2 separate regions of the Capsicum annuum genome follow, and region 2 is linked to region 1. The links are chromatin contacts, called in public Hi-C maps. All regions are on one chromosome and are shown on one strand. The core of a region is the stretch at or near the end of the contact, and the rest is flanking DNA. Distances in the headings are between cores, read along the strand shown.

The links. A called contact is a pair of places that touch in the nucleus more often than the background predicts.
Region 2: a contact with region 1 is called in a Hi-C map of bud, with 2.0 times the contacts expected there. The contact joins the promoter of LOC107867734 here to the promoter of LOC107867746 in region 1. A contact is called at or near these places in 2 of 5 Hi-C or Micro-C datasets (bud and leaf).

What each region holds. Positions count from the first base shown.
Region 1 is chr1:10,324,211-10,331,471 of UCD10Xv1.1, reverse strand. LOC107867746 (VAN3-binding protein) reads left to right here and starts at 4,775. Exons shown (of 7, transcript XM_016714136.2): 1 at 4,775-5,092; 2 at 5,535-5,859; 3 at 6,645-7,026. The coding sequence starts at 5,593.
Region 2 is chr1:10,855,098-10,862,358 of UCD10Xv1.1, reverse strand. LOC107867734 reads left to right here and starts at 4,711. Exons shown (of 3, transcript XM_016714114.2): 1 at 4,711-5,031; 2 at 5,185-5,330. The coding sequence starts at 5,026. LOC107867713 (FHA domain-containing protein At4g14490) reads right to left here and starts at 2,219. Exons shown (of 2, transcript XM_016714102.2): 1 at 461-2,219. The coding sequence starts at 2,200. The coding sequence ends at 476.

The DNA.
Region 1 (7,261 bases), core at 3,526-6,025:
TCAAAAGGCATCTTTCCAATAGAGTGTGCAAAAAGCAAAATCTTCTATTTATCTATAGCTCTTTTTGTTGAATCATAGCTTTTAAAATTTTGCATTTTACTTTTCTACTTTTTACTCAATAACAGGTAAAGTTATTGTCATGTGATCAGAAGGTCACGAGTGTAAGCCGTGGAAACAATCACCTGGAGAAATACAAGATAAGACTGTGTAAAATAAGTCTTAATGGTTCGATCCTTCTCTGAACCTCGTGTATAGTGAGAGCTTTAGTTCACCGATCTGCCCTTTACTTTATACTCCATAAGCTCTGCAAACTGGATATAAAGATTAATATTCCCTTCATGATTGATTGGACTACATGCATATATATATATATATTCCCACTAACAATAAAGCTCTTTGTTTGAAAATTTTACACTTGCTTTTTTCACAAGTCAATGACAATGAGGAGAGAATAAATAATCTCTGTTGAATTATCAAACCAAAAATCTAATTAGTTAGAAGTTATATCATCTAAAGTTTTCTTTCTTGATCTTTTTTTCATGCTTCTTTTGACAATTTTTCTTTCTTTCTTTATTACGAAGATACTGTAATTTTGTTCTTTTGATCCTTTTTCCAATAGGAGTTCAAGTTTTATATGATGTAAAGAACAAGTAAGATACAATGATTGTGTAACAACAATTTTAATCAGTGTATACTCTATATATCAAAAATCAATAAAGAATTAGCGACGGATAAATTTTATAGCTAAAGAGTAAAATTCATCACTTTTCTGATATTCAGCAATGAAGTATCAAAAAAAATAAAAATGTTAGGTATAGGAGATACTTCGTGAAACTCCATTAGCTTCGTTCCAAGAAATATTTGTGCTCTGTATGTTTACTTTCTCTTTGTTTCCTACGAGTCATTATATAGAACAAATTATTTTTCTATCAAATCATCAGACTTTTCGTCATTACGTAATAATGAAACTAAATGATATGATACAAAGCAACAATCAAAACAAACATGCATTGTATTGATAATAATAATACAACACAATACGATGGGCAGCAACAATCCAAACACATTGTTATTGTGTGTTGAGAATTAATAGACCTGTTTTTCCTATTAAAATTGGAGAAGTCTCAATCTTTTTTGCACAAGATTTGTTATTTCAGTCTTCAAATCTGAAATTCAGATAAAGCTTAAAATTTGAATATTTTAAATTAGTTAATTAATTGTTCAAAGAGCTCAACATCTAAATTTTAGGGTTGGTATACAAAAAGACAACATGGGAGGGTTGATATGAATCTTAAAAAGTGATAGCATCTTATATATAAATGGACAAATGCACCTTGGTTAGGAAGATGAAAAGGCTTGACCAAATTTTCTGCAAAACACAAATTCAATTTGTAATCGATGAGTAATTAAATAATTTTATTAATTAATATTTAGTGAAACTCATTAGGTAAGGTAGAAATGCATAATAGTTCAATTTAAAATTAAGAAAAATATTATTAACTAAATTATGGAACAAAAAAGTGTCAAAAAAATTAAAGAAAAAAATAAAAATAAAAGCTATCGAGAGATATCATATCACCTCTTCTACATTTTCGTTTATATCTTAATTGATTGATAGGGCATGAGTCTAAAAGTAGTCTTATCAAGTGTTTTGACAAATCATGATGCATATGTCAAATGGAAATAATAATGAGAGTAAAATATGGAAACATAGTGTGGCTATTAATTTCCCTAAAGTTGCAAAACAATGATTATTCCTATTTGCAAATAACTCTTGGCTATAGGAAGCAAAATCATTGTGCTAGCATGGGATTCCAAGTAAAATTCATTTTGTGTTGGGATTAAAGATATATATATTATTAATGTATACAATTTTTGCATGATCAAATTATTTTATTTCAGGATTATAAATGCTACATTTTAAAGAAATTAATTAATTTATAAATATTTTTTAAATAATCTAATGATAAAAAATTTATTTACTGTTTATGCAGAGATCTAATAAGAGCATAAAGTAGCAAAAGACATGCAATAGCTGTAAAACTCACCAGAGTTTTAACTTTTTAAGTCAGCTTTTTGAGTTATATATATTTTATTTGTTAAGATAATAAAATGTCAAGTGTGATCACTTGCACTTGAAGAATTTTTTGTTGTTCATCATCATCCCACAATGCCTATCTTTTCAGTTATCACCACTTTGCTACATGATTGGTCTTTTTTTTCCACAAAAAAAATAAAAAATAAAAAAAATTAACTTGTGTAGTACTATTACAATGATAATGTTAATTAGTTTACATTATCGGTGCATTTTAAGTATTTACTTCTTCTAATTGTGATTTTTTAAAACAAAATCTTTCATTAAAAAAAAAGAGTGCTTATTTTTAGATTTAAAAATAATTTGGCTTTTAATGTTCTATTTTACTCGTAATGATTTCTTTTCAGCCGCACAAGTATTATATATATGACATGTTTGAGTCTTTAAAGATCACAAGTTTGAAAGATCTTATAATAATCACTCATATTTCGGATCACAAGTTATAAATTTTTCCTTTTTTTAAAAAAAATAAAATAGTTTGTGCTCACTTCAATAGGTTCACATAAATTGAAGGGGTAGCTAGAGTAATTATATTCTTTATTTCAAAATTATGAGCTACATTTATCGTAGATATTTACGCGATCGAATTAGTTGAACAGGTGATCTTCCCAATGCGGAGTACCACCTGAGCACCCCTCATATTCGCGAATGAGTTTGAATAGAAAACCTAATTTTTGATAGTATTTAATACAGTAATACAATATTATAAGAGTTAATTTTTGAACTTGAGACCTTATTCTTATAATTAATAAATGACAAGACACTTCTAAATAAAAAATCCTTATTCTTGTATATAAATAACTTGATTTTGCAAACAATTAACTTACTTGTTCATTAACTTCACGAAAAATCAGTCAATAAGATATACGAAAAATAGAAAAAAAGGTTAGAAAATTCTTGAACATTTTAATTTGTTGCCCCTATATATCTCATGTTATACTTCCATCTCAACAAAATGTTGCCCCTGTATATCTCATATTATACTTTCATCCCAACAAAAGGTAGAGACAGAATTAGAATACGCTATATACGTCACATTTCTTAAAATGTGCCTCTGAACTTCCGTCTCAACAAAAGACAAAGACAGAATTAAGATAGGTTGTCTACATCATATTCCTTAAAATGTGACTCTTGTACCGACTTTTCATAAATACGAACTTTCATCTCAACAAAAGAAAAAGACAGAATTCGAATAGGTCGTCTAATTTACATTCCTTAAAATGCGACTCTTCATAAATACAAACTTTCATCTCAACAAAAGGCAAAGATAGAACTAAGATAAATTATCTACGCCACATTTCTTAAAATGTAGCTCTTCTGCTGACTCATCATAAATACGAAATGCTTTATTTATCATTTTTTTTTTTTGTCATGAAGTGCATAACCTAAAACAAATAAAATTTCACCAAGTGTTTTTCCCTAAATAGCCTCTTCCCAAATCCAAGGTTCACAAATGCAATTTATTAAAACACGGTTTCACAAAGACCGTAATATAATAAATAGTGTACTCCCAAAGTTAACATCCACCGAAAGTCATGTCTAAAACACATACTAATAGATTTGACCTCCACTATCCTTGTTGCTACAGTCTTTAACTTTTATATGGTCAAAGATTAGTGTATATTTATTTGATCAAACTATATAATATAAATACTGGTAACACCACGTAATTAAGAAATCTGAAAAATAAGCTACATGTTCAGTGGAAAATCTAGTGAAGAAGCTATAAGTTCATCGTAGCTTTAGCTTAGACCTTCTTATGTATATGTTGAAAAATCGAATAGATATGTATAAGTCATATATTTCGAACTCAATAAATTAAACGGGATGTAGTAACATGAAAATATGATATAGGTGAATCTAGTGAAGAAGTTACTGATTCATTCTTGCTTTGGCTCAGTCAACACGGTGTATCTGTTAAAAAACTCACTAAATATGCAGAAATAATAGATTTAGAACTCAACATATTAAATAGAATATAATAACCTAGAAAATAAGGTATATTCAGTGGCGAATCTGATGAAGAAGCTAGGAATTCATCCCAGCTTAATTTGGCTTAGAAAAATTTAATCGGAGGGGATGTAGTAATCTAAGATAAGATATATTACATGCTGTATCAGATCAAATACGTTGTTAATATCGTAATTTTTTTACAGTGTCCGCGTATATCGATATATGAGATATAAATAATCCTACATGAAATAAAATATTTTTTGTTCACATGACTGTAGACTCGTGTGCTTGTGTATAAATTAATCCAATCTTTTGTAACAATTGTTTTAACGTTAGGAAACAAAGGTCCGTTCAATCAGGACAATGTTTTCTTAGATTTAGTCAAATTAATGTTATTTTATACTAATTTTTTTTATTATTAATAGAATATTATTTTGGAATACGTGAATACTGGACCTCCTGAAAAATGAAAATTTAATTTCAGCTCAAAACCTTCTAAAAAATGGGAATTAACTTTCCGCTCAGGACCCATATAATGGAAATTTACTTTCTACTCAGGATTTCGCTGAGGATCCTTCTGGAAAATCAGAATTTACTTTATGCTGCGGACCCTTTAAAAAATAGGAGTTTACTTTTAGCTCAGGACCCTCTGAAAAATGAGATTTTATTTTATGCTCGGGCAGTGTTGTAAAAGGCGAGTGCCTCGTCACCAATGGCGAATGGCGAGGCGGGTGTAATGTATTTTATTTTATTTTTTCCACGAGGACATACGTATATTTTAATGTATTTTTTTTGTGTCTTCATGAGACCAAGTGTGCCTATGTTTAGCTATCATGTACCTCTGTTGTTTGCTTTGTTGTCTCTTCTATATATAAACTCAATCTACTTCTAAAGCTGAGACAAGTGTTTATGTTCTTTTTTGTGCTAATAGTGTTTGTATACAGTAAGATTTGTTAAGGTAAGTCATTTTCTTCCCCCCTTCTTTGCTCATCTTTTGGCGAAAATCAGAGGCGGATTCAAGATACAGAGCGTGTTTAGTACGAAGTAAGTCTTTTTTCAAGAAAATCAAATATAAATTGGAGCTGTCTAATTTTCATAGTAAGATGGTTGGCTGTTCACGACCTAGCTGTATATTTTTATATATAGTATGATGGTTGCAAAGTGTGTTTGTTGTTAACTTTACATTCTTCATTCTGTCAGTGATCTTCTTTATTTTTTTCTGGTATGTTGCTCCGTCAGCAAGTGAATGGTCATTTACCAAAAATTTTCACGAAAAATGACTTCTGTCATACTAAACGCGGCTGAAGTGAATGGTTTTTTTGCTCACTTGTATGAGTGATTTGAGTCTAAAGTAGTGTGTTCAGTTGAATCCGCTCTAAATCCGCCTTTGATTAGAAAATATACAATACATGTATACACTTCATTTCTGCTGCAGTAACTCTCTCGTCTTACACTTTTCGTTTTGTTTGAACTCAAAAATATACAGGCAAAGTTATCAAAAGAGTGGAATTTAAGAGCAGAAGAATATTGAATTGAGAAGTGTTATGGAGGAAAGCTATCTTTTAGGGTGGAAGAAGAACAATGATTCAGATAGTTGGCTTTCAAGTGTTGAAGAAGATGAAGAGATGAAAGTAGATTTACCATCTGTTCATCAACCACAAACACCAATGGAGCCAATGGACTTTTTGTCAAGATCTTGGAGCCTTTCTGCTTCTGAATTATCAAAAGCACTTGCTCAGAAACAGAAACATTATTCATTTGAAAGGAAGTTTAGTGTGATCAATGAGTCAGTTTCTCCACCTCCACAACTCGTAAGTTTTCCAAATTCACCTTATGGTTTGTGTTCATGGTTTACATTTTTAGCATTTCTTGAATCTTGAACTTGGTGATGACATGAGACATGTTTGATGCTTTTAAGTCAAACAAAAAAAGGGAGATCCTGCTGCACAAAGCATCCCGCGTTCATGAAGGGTTGGGTTCACGTTCCAACGGTGCGTGATGTAGGTAGCCTACCCTGATGGAAGCTCAAGTGGTTGATTCCACGGCTCGAACCTATGACCAGTGGCAAAGCCAGGATTTTCATTGAGGGGGTTCAGAAATAAATATATGAACTAGTCAAAGGGGTTCAACATCTACTAAATATGCATAAAAAATATTTTAAATCATGTAAAAATAGTATAAAAACAGTATAATTTTCTGTCGAAGGGGATTCGGATGAACCCTCTGGAGCAAATGTTGCTCCGTCTCTTCCTATGACCTATAGGTCACACGGAGACAACTTCTCCAAGGTTCCCCTTCTTCTGAAATCCACAAATTAAGAAAGTAGACTAACATTCCTAAACAAGAGGGGAAATAGGGGTTAAAAAAGCTTATCCAGAATGTCACATGCATATGGACTTCAAGATTGATTGCTAGTTAAACATGGAGAAATTGAGTGCATTAGGTTCATATAAAGATTAAAAATTATAAAATAAGATCAACTTTCTATTGATTTGTTTTAATATTCTTAAATCTCTATCCATAACATCACAATTCAAAAGAGTTGAAAGAAATCCAACCTGTCAATTAATTTTCTGATTAATGGATTTGCTTGCAGCCAGAGACCAAGATTTTGAATTCACACAACGGGCGAAAAACCGGGGGAATTGGAAGGTGGTTCCAGCATAAGGATTCTAATAATAGCTCAGTCAAGAAGAAAGAAAAGGTGCGCCTAGAAAACGCGCATATGCACAGTGTCCTGTCCATAGCAGGACTAGCCGCAGCGTTGGCAGCTGCTGCAGCAGCAGAGAACTCCAACGGTTCGAGCTCAAAGATGAGCATGGCTTTAGCATCAGCTACTGAGCTCCTGGCCTCACATTGTCTTGAAATGGCTGAATCAGCCGGGGCGGACCATGAACGTGTGGCCTCAGTTGTTAGATCAGCAGTGGACATACATAGTGCTAGTGATCTTGTCACACTAACAGCTGCAGCTGCCACAGGTACATATTTAGCCACTTACAGTCAAACCTCTCTATAACAACATCGTCTGTACGAATATTGTTTGACTGCTATAGCGAAATGCTGTTATAGAGAACGATATAAATATAACATAACATGAAAATCGGTTCCAAAGAAAACATTGGACGTTATTGCGAAATGTTATTATAGAGGATGGTTGTTATAGAGAACTCTGACTGTACTATGCTAAAGATTTGTATATCAGTAGAAATTATA
Region 2 (7,261 bases), core at 3,462-5,961, 530 kb before region 1:
GGATATTATAACTAAGGTGCAGTTACTGACTGTAAAAGCTAATGCCTCTCTATTCTGTATTATATTAGAATTGAAAATAACAGGTCAGTATCCCAATCTTGATGCCCCACAGGACATTGTTTTGGACTTTTGAGGTCTCCTGAACCATATTAACATAAGTCCAATGATAGGTATCCTGCGTTAGACATGAGGTCATTGAGCATATATACGAATCAGATTCATCACTGACTTTACAGAATAAGAATTTAACAACAAAAAAATAAGTGTTTTGTTATCAAAATTTAGATTACTTCAACTAAATGAGAATCTTTCAGTTGTTGTATGTAAACAAAGGGTTCACTGTACACAGATACAATAGAGTAGAATTTATGCAAATAAGCAACTCAAGGATGTCTAGAAAATGACTTCGCCTAATACAAAGAGCAATGCAAAAGAAAATCATCTAACATTGTAACCTTACTACGGAGTCCTTGGTCTAACCCTTCGGTATTCCATCACAATCCTTTGCATTCTTCTGCTGCAACATGAACTCCTGATATTTCTCTGTTTTCTGTGTCATACCTAAAATCATCTTCTCAGTGGCATCAATTATTTGTTTTGGCAAATTAACCTCTAAATAATCAAACCACCCTCCAAGTGTCATTTCCTCTAAATTCACCTCCTCCTCCATTTGGACATCTTCACTGATGTTAAAGCCAACATTACTAACTGACCCCTCACAACCGTCCCGGCCAAATTCCACTCTCACCCCCTCGAGCATATTTCTTTCTACTCCCTCATTGACATTGCTCTGAATTGCTTCTTCACAATCTTTTGGGTCTCTTTCCAACTTCTCCATTAGCTCATCTTCCTCCGAATGCACCATTTTTGCAGTGCTTCCCTTCCCCTTCCCAAGTTTCTTCAATTCTCTGATTTCACCTGCATTTTCATGGCGATTTTCCACATCTTCCTCCTTCCGTGAACCCCTAGTCCTCCTTGAACACACTTTTTTCTCTTTATCTACATCAATTGCTGCAGAATTCTTAGGTTCCTCCACACTATCAGTCCATTTAATATTTTGCGCTCTCTTAGAACCCCTGGTCCTCCTCGGACTAGGTTTCCTCTCTCGCTCTTCTTCAACTACAGCAAGACTTTCATTTTCCTGCACACCATCAGTTCCATCTTTAACACTCCCCACTTTCCTAGAACCCCTAGTCCTCCTCGGACTAGGTTTCTTCTGTTGCTCTTCTTCAACTACAGCAAGACTTTCACTTTCCTCCATAGCATTATCAACAACATCAGCTTTCTTAGAACCCCTAGTCTTCCTCGGACACCGTTTACCGTCTCTTTCAACAACATCATTATTCTCAGCTGCATTCGCACTAGCAACCGCATGTATCACACTCTCCACTTCCTTAGAACGCCCAGTCCTCCTCGGACACCGCTTACCCTCTCTTTCAACATCAACATTCTCAGCTTCATTCACATTATCAACCCCATTTTTCACACTCTCCACTTTCCTAGAACCCCGAGTCCTCCTTGTAGTCCCTTCAAATACACTAAAGCTCTCAACTTCATCTACATTTCCAGCTTCATTCTTCCCTCTCTTCGAACTCCTCGTCGTCCTCTTCAAACCCACACCCACATTCCCAATCCCCCCATTTCCAAACCCTAATTCCTTATCTTCATCAATCACTCCCAATCCTTTACGCCTCGTATTCCTCCTCCTATTTTCCCCTAAATCAACTCTCATTCCTTCAATTCCAACCTTAATTGACGTCTCTTCGCCGATTTTGATCACATCGCCGTTGTTAAGTTTAGTGGGCCGAGACGGGTCAATTGCGATTTTGTTGAGAAATGTACCATTTGAGGATCCGAGATCATTGATGACCCATAACCCGGATTCGAAATGGATACTTAAGTGCTTAGAAGAAATCCCTTCGTCTTTGATGGAGATTGTATTCCCACGAATGACCCGACCAATTTGGATCTTTGAACCGGGTTTGTAGCTCAGATTTTGACCCGAATTAGGCCCTTTCTCCATTGTTAGGTGGAGTAATGAACCTTCTTGTTCTTCCATTTTTTGAGCTAGGGGTGTGTGGGCGGGGACAGGTTGATGGTGAGTCGAAGAAGTGAACGAATTCAAATTGTATGTTAGAGGGAAATGAAATTTTGGGGGTGAAAATGAATGAGGAATAGAAAATTGGAAGGAATTTTGCATGTTTTAGGTTGTTACTATACTCTCTCCGTTTCAAGTGAATTGTTGGGGATATTTATTAGTGTTTCAAAATAAATGAATTATTGAATTTTTTTTTAAAATTTTCCTTATGATTTAAAAAGGTATTATAAGGTTAATTTTTCTTTTTTAGGATAAAAATAAAAAATTGTGTTAAATTTATATCTTTAATATTTTTTTCTTAATATATGTGTCAAAGTTCAACAATTCATTTATTATGAAACAGGTGAGTATTGTTTTATTGAAGGAAAGAAGAAGAGAAAATGATCAAAGTGGTCCTTAATGTCTTGGGGGTTGGGCTATTTTGGTCCGTGATATATGTCTACAAAATAGAGAGATTGTTTTTGACAGGCTTTCTACTCAAGTAAAATATTACAAAATAGTTCGAAAAGAGAAACAATGAAAAGGAATGATCTAAGATAAAATATCAAAGAAAGCATGATAAAATACTACTATAAAATAGTACGATTACTATCACAAAATAGTACGATTATCAAAGAGTTAGAAACATAAATAAAATAACTACAAACTCTCTGGATAATATTATGACAACTAGGTAGCATGAAAGATTAAGTAAGACATCTCAACTGTCTATTTAACTCACCTCAATTTGCGTCCTTCACAATCACATATTTATGATCGTATTATTGGTAAGCTATAGCTGCAGCATGTTAATGTTTAATCACCTCTCAATACTTCATCGACCTATCTCTTTCTCTCATATAACTATCTATAACAACCTCTGTCGCATCTACACTAGTGCATTTTTTTCACATATTTGAATCATTTAATCCTTCCTTTCTCATCTTGTTCACCACCAAGGTCATTTCTATCTTTATGTTGTATATCATCATTCCTATTCTTATCTTTGCTCATATGTCCATACATCCAATATAACATTACGGTCCTTAATGTATATTTCCTCTATTTCATATTATTTGCGCCTTATTGACGCAACACACATTTTAAAAAAATAAATTAATTAGTGATATATTTACTAAGTTAACTTTACTAATGTTGATTTGGAAATCTAAATTTAACTATTATTACTTTATTTGGTTATTTAATATTAAAGGTAGAAAGAGAAAAGTATAACAAAATTCTCTTCATTTCATAAATTGAATAAGCAAACAATGACATGATTATAATAAAACCCCAATTAAAAAACAAGAGAAAAGACATGATTTCCTCCTTGAACTTATCCGCTCAACTCACTTTAGTACTTAAACTAAACTTCTGTTTATTTACCCCTTTTAACATCTTTAAAGTGTATTATTTTTACCCCTCAAAATTGAATATCACTCTCACAACGGAGAGTCTGTTACACTCGCCTACACATCAACGCCACGTCAATACCACGTCGGAGTCACGTCATTACCACGTAAGAAATTACTATTTTTCAAAAAAAAAAAATAATCCCCCTTACATTATTTTTATATAATTTTTTTTAAAAAAATAAAAAATATGTATATACTATTTTATTTATATATATATATATATATATATATATATATATATATATCCCCTTCCCCCCTCCCCATTTTCTTTCTTCTTCACATCCCCACCCCATCCACCCACCCCGCCCTCTCTACATTTTTTCCTCTTCCAACCCTCACCCTCACCCCCTACCCTGCAAACGCAAGACCCCCTCCCCATTTTTCAGCGCCCCACTTCCTCTAGTTTTTCAATTGAATCTCAATTGTTTTTTTCAAAAAGAAAAAAAAACTTCATTTTTTTTAAAATAGTCTTGGACCAACGTAAACATAGTGATAAATTGCAAATATAACTTTGATTGTGAGGGCTGAAGATTTGATTTTGAAATAACATAATCGCTATGATGATCTTAAACCAATCACATGGTTAATTATGGTTTCCAAAATCAGAAAAAAGCAAAGTAAAAAAAAAACTTCATTTTTTTTCGAAGGTTCCAGCTAAAGGGTGATTTTTTTTCTTTTTTGGTATAAGAATGTTGAATTATTACATCTTAATCATTACATCTTGTGTTCGATTAATTATCATTTTGAAAGTGTTGATTGAGAATGCGTGTGAGATTGTTAATGGAAAAATTAATGGTTGAAAAAAACGGGTGAAGTTGTTAATGGGGGAATTAATGGTTGAAGAAAATGAGAGAGGTTGTTAATGGAGAAATTAATGATTGGAGAAAATGAATGAGATACTTAATGAAGGAATCGATGGTTTAAAGAAAATGAGTATTGTTGTTCTTGATCAATTGGAGAAGAAAAGAGTGTAGGGTGTGGGTGTGGGCCATGGGGGCTGAGGGCATTGAAGAAGAAAGAATATTTTTTTAATGTATATTAAAATAAAAAGTGGGATTATATTAATTTTTAATTAAAAAATGTGATTTTTTTTCTTTTTAATAAATAAACGTGCCTATTTTTTTTTTAAAATATCACAATAACTTTAGGGGTCAAACAAATACATTTTAAAGATATTAAGGAGGTAAATAAATGAAAGTTAAGTTTAAATGCTAAAGTGAGTTTTACGAACAAATTAAGGGGAAAAATGCCTTTTCTCAAAAACAACGACATGAATTTCATGAACTTGCTGTCATAGATGCACAAATGAATCATTTTAATAGTTTTATGACATATTTAAACTTTATCAAGTAAAATGAAATCGGGAGAATATGTTAAAAACACATTTTGACAAAAAAGAGAGGCAAGATGTGCAATTAACAAAAAAAAGATTAAAAGCCAAAAGGGCAAAAATCCTCCAGATCAAATCTTCAATAGTATATAGTCCTAGAAACCTCTACCTGAAGTTCGATCTGATCAATTTTTGCTGCAAAAATGCCCGTAAGTCCTCCTTCTTCCCATTCAACTTTCACAATTTTCTCTTTACTCGATGGAATTTCTATATTCTTGTATTTTCCTATAACATATAGAGCATATATATATATATATATATTTTTAATTACCGTGGTGCTTTTGTGATTGCATTTGGTGTAGATGAGAGTGGTAGAAGTGGAAGCGCCGAGCCCAATGAGGTACATGATGGGAGCAGCAGTAATGATGATCGGCGTTGTATTGCCACTTGCTTATATGATGTTTAGGAACAAGCGTGTTCCTTCCTCGCCTTCTTACCCTAAACAGACGTAGGTCTCTCCCTCTACTCTTTCCCCTTTTTTATACCAATTTTTTTCCTGATCCTTTATCTAAATGTCTAATTTATGATGATTTATAGAGGTTAAATAAGCACATAAACCTGTATATAGACTTTATGATGATTTATAGAGACTAAATAAGCACATAAACTTGTGTATAGACTTTATGATGATTTATAGATGTTAAATAAGCACATAAAGGAAGGGGAGCCTTTGAATAACTGGGAAAGTTGCTGCCATGAGGGAAAGTTGCTGCCATGTGACCAGGAAGTCATGGGTTCAAGATTTGGAAATAGTCTCTGATAGAAATGCAATGTAAGGCTGTGTACAATACACCCTTGTGGTGGGGCCCTTTTCCGGACACCGCGCATAGCAGTATCTTTAGTGCACTGGGCTGCCCTTTAAATAAGCACATAAAGTTGTGTGTAGACGTTAATTTGCACCGAGGGTGTGGCCTGGTGGTCAATGAGGCATGAGGAGCGTTTAGAACTATGAGATTTTAGGGTCAAATATCTCCCCTCCCTTCCTTCCCACCACACACATATATATATGTATATGTTGTTGGTGGGTGGGAGGTGGCAGGTGTCCCGTGGAATTAGTCAAGATGAACATAAGCTATTTTTGACACCACAGTTATAAAAGAAAAAAGATGTACTCTTTAATTTGCACCCAAGGGTGTGGTCTAGTAATTAATGAGGTGTGTCGGGTGTTGTTTTTCAACGTTTTCGGGTACAAGAATCTGTAATTTGACACAATAACTTCAACACTAGTTCAAGTTTAAAACAAGAATACTATGAAGTACAACAATACCCTCAACACAAGATCAAAGTGATCTTTCTAAGAAGTGTGTTATTTTTTCAGAAATTAAGATGAAACAGAAATGTAAAGCCAAGTCTCCCGACTTCACGGAGTGTCCTTAAGGAATAAACTGTACCCGAGGTTTTGGAATCTTCCTCCTAGGATAAAATGGCTTTCAATCCAACTATAGTGGTACCTCAAATAATTGGATTCGTCGAACCCACTCAACGATTTGATTGATCGCAAGGAATGTTTTGAAGAAAGAAGAGTTTGTATTCAGAAATTTTTCATACCAAAACCTGTGGATAAATGCAGGTTTATATAGCCATCAAGTGCCCCTTCCGAAAGGAGGCAATGATTCATCCGAAAAGGTGTATCCTTTGGAAGAGTCATGTCTGTTCATTCGAAACATTGTGTCTTTTTCTGAACAGACACAACTACAACTACAACTATCTGAACAATCACTCCTTTCCCAAAACAATATGTCGTTTCATAAAAGGTTGTGTTCCTCCATTTTTCATTCACACCAATTGAACCCAACATCGGGAACCATGAGGTCTTCGATTCAAATTCTAGCATCTAACTTTGGTGGACAGAGTTATCTGGTATTTGTGGTGGTTGGGACTTGGGAGGTAGCAGGTATCACATGGAATTAGTTGAGTTGCGATCAAGCTGACCCGGACACCATGGTTATTAAAAAAAGATGTAGTCTTTAATTTTTTTCTTTTTTACAGAATCCTAATTTGACTTTGAAAAAAAGAATTTATCAAATATTGGCAGAGAATTTTATATGACGACCTCGATTAGTTTGGAATTTTCATGGAGTTAATTGATTGAAATGATTATGAGTAGAAGGTTAGTGGGTACTAGTGCATTGTCTTGCTTATCCTTCCATACTAGTAGTCCTCGTATTTCTCATGTATGTCTCTTGGACATTTATTAATGCTGTATTTTGTTGTAGTTACGGGTCTTTTTTTCTGAATGCTTTGTCATTATTTTTTCTAGTATATGCCTTGATTTCTTCACTTAAGGTATTTCTTTTTCGATCTGCTTTGATATGATTTTCCTTGAGCGGAGGTTCTATTGGAAACTACCTCTCTATCTTCCAAGGTAGGGTAAGGTCT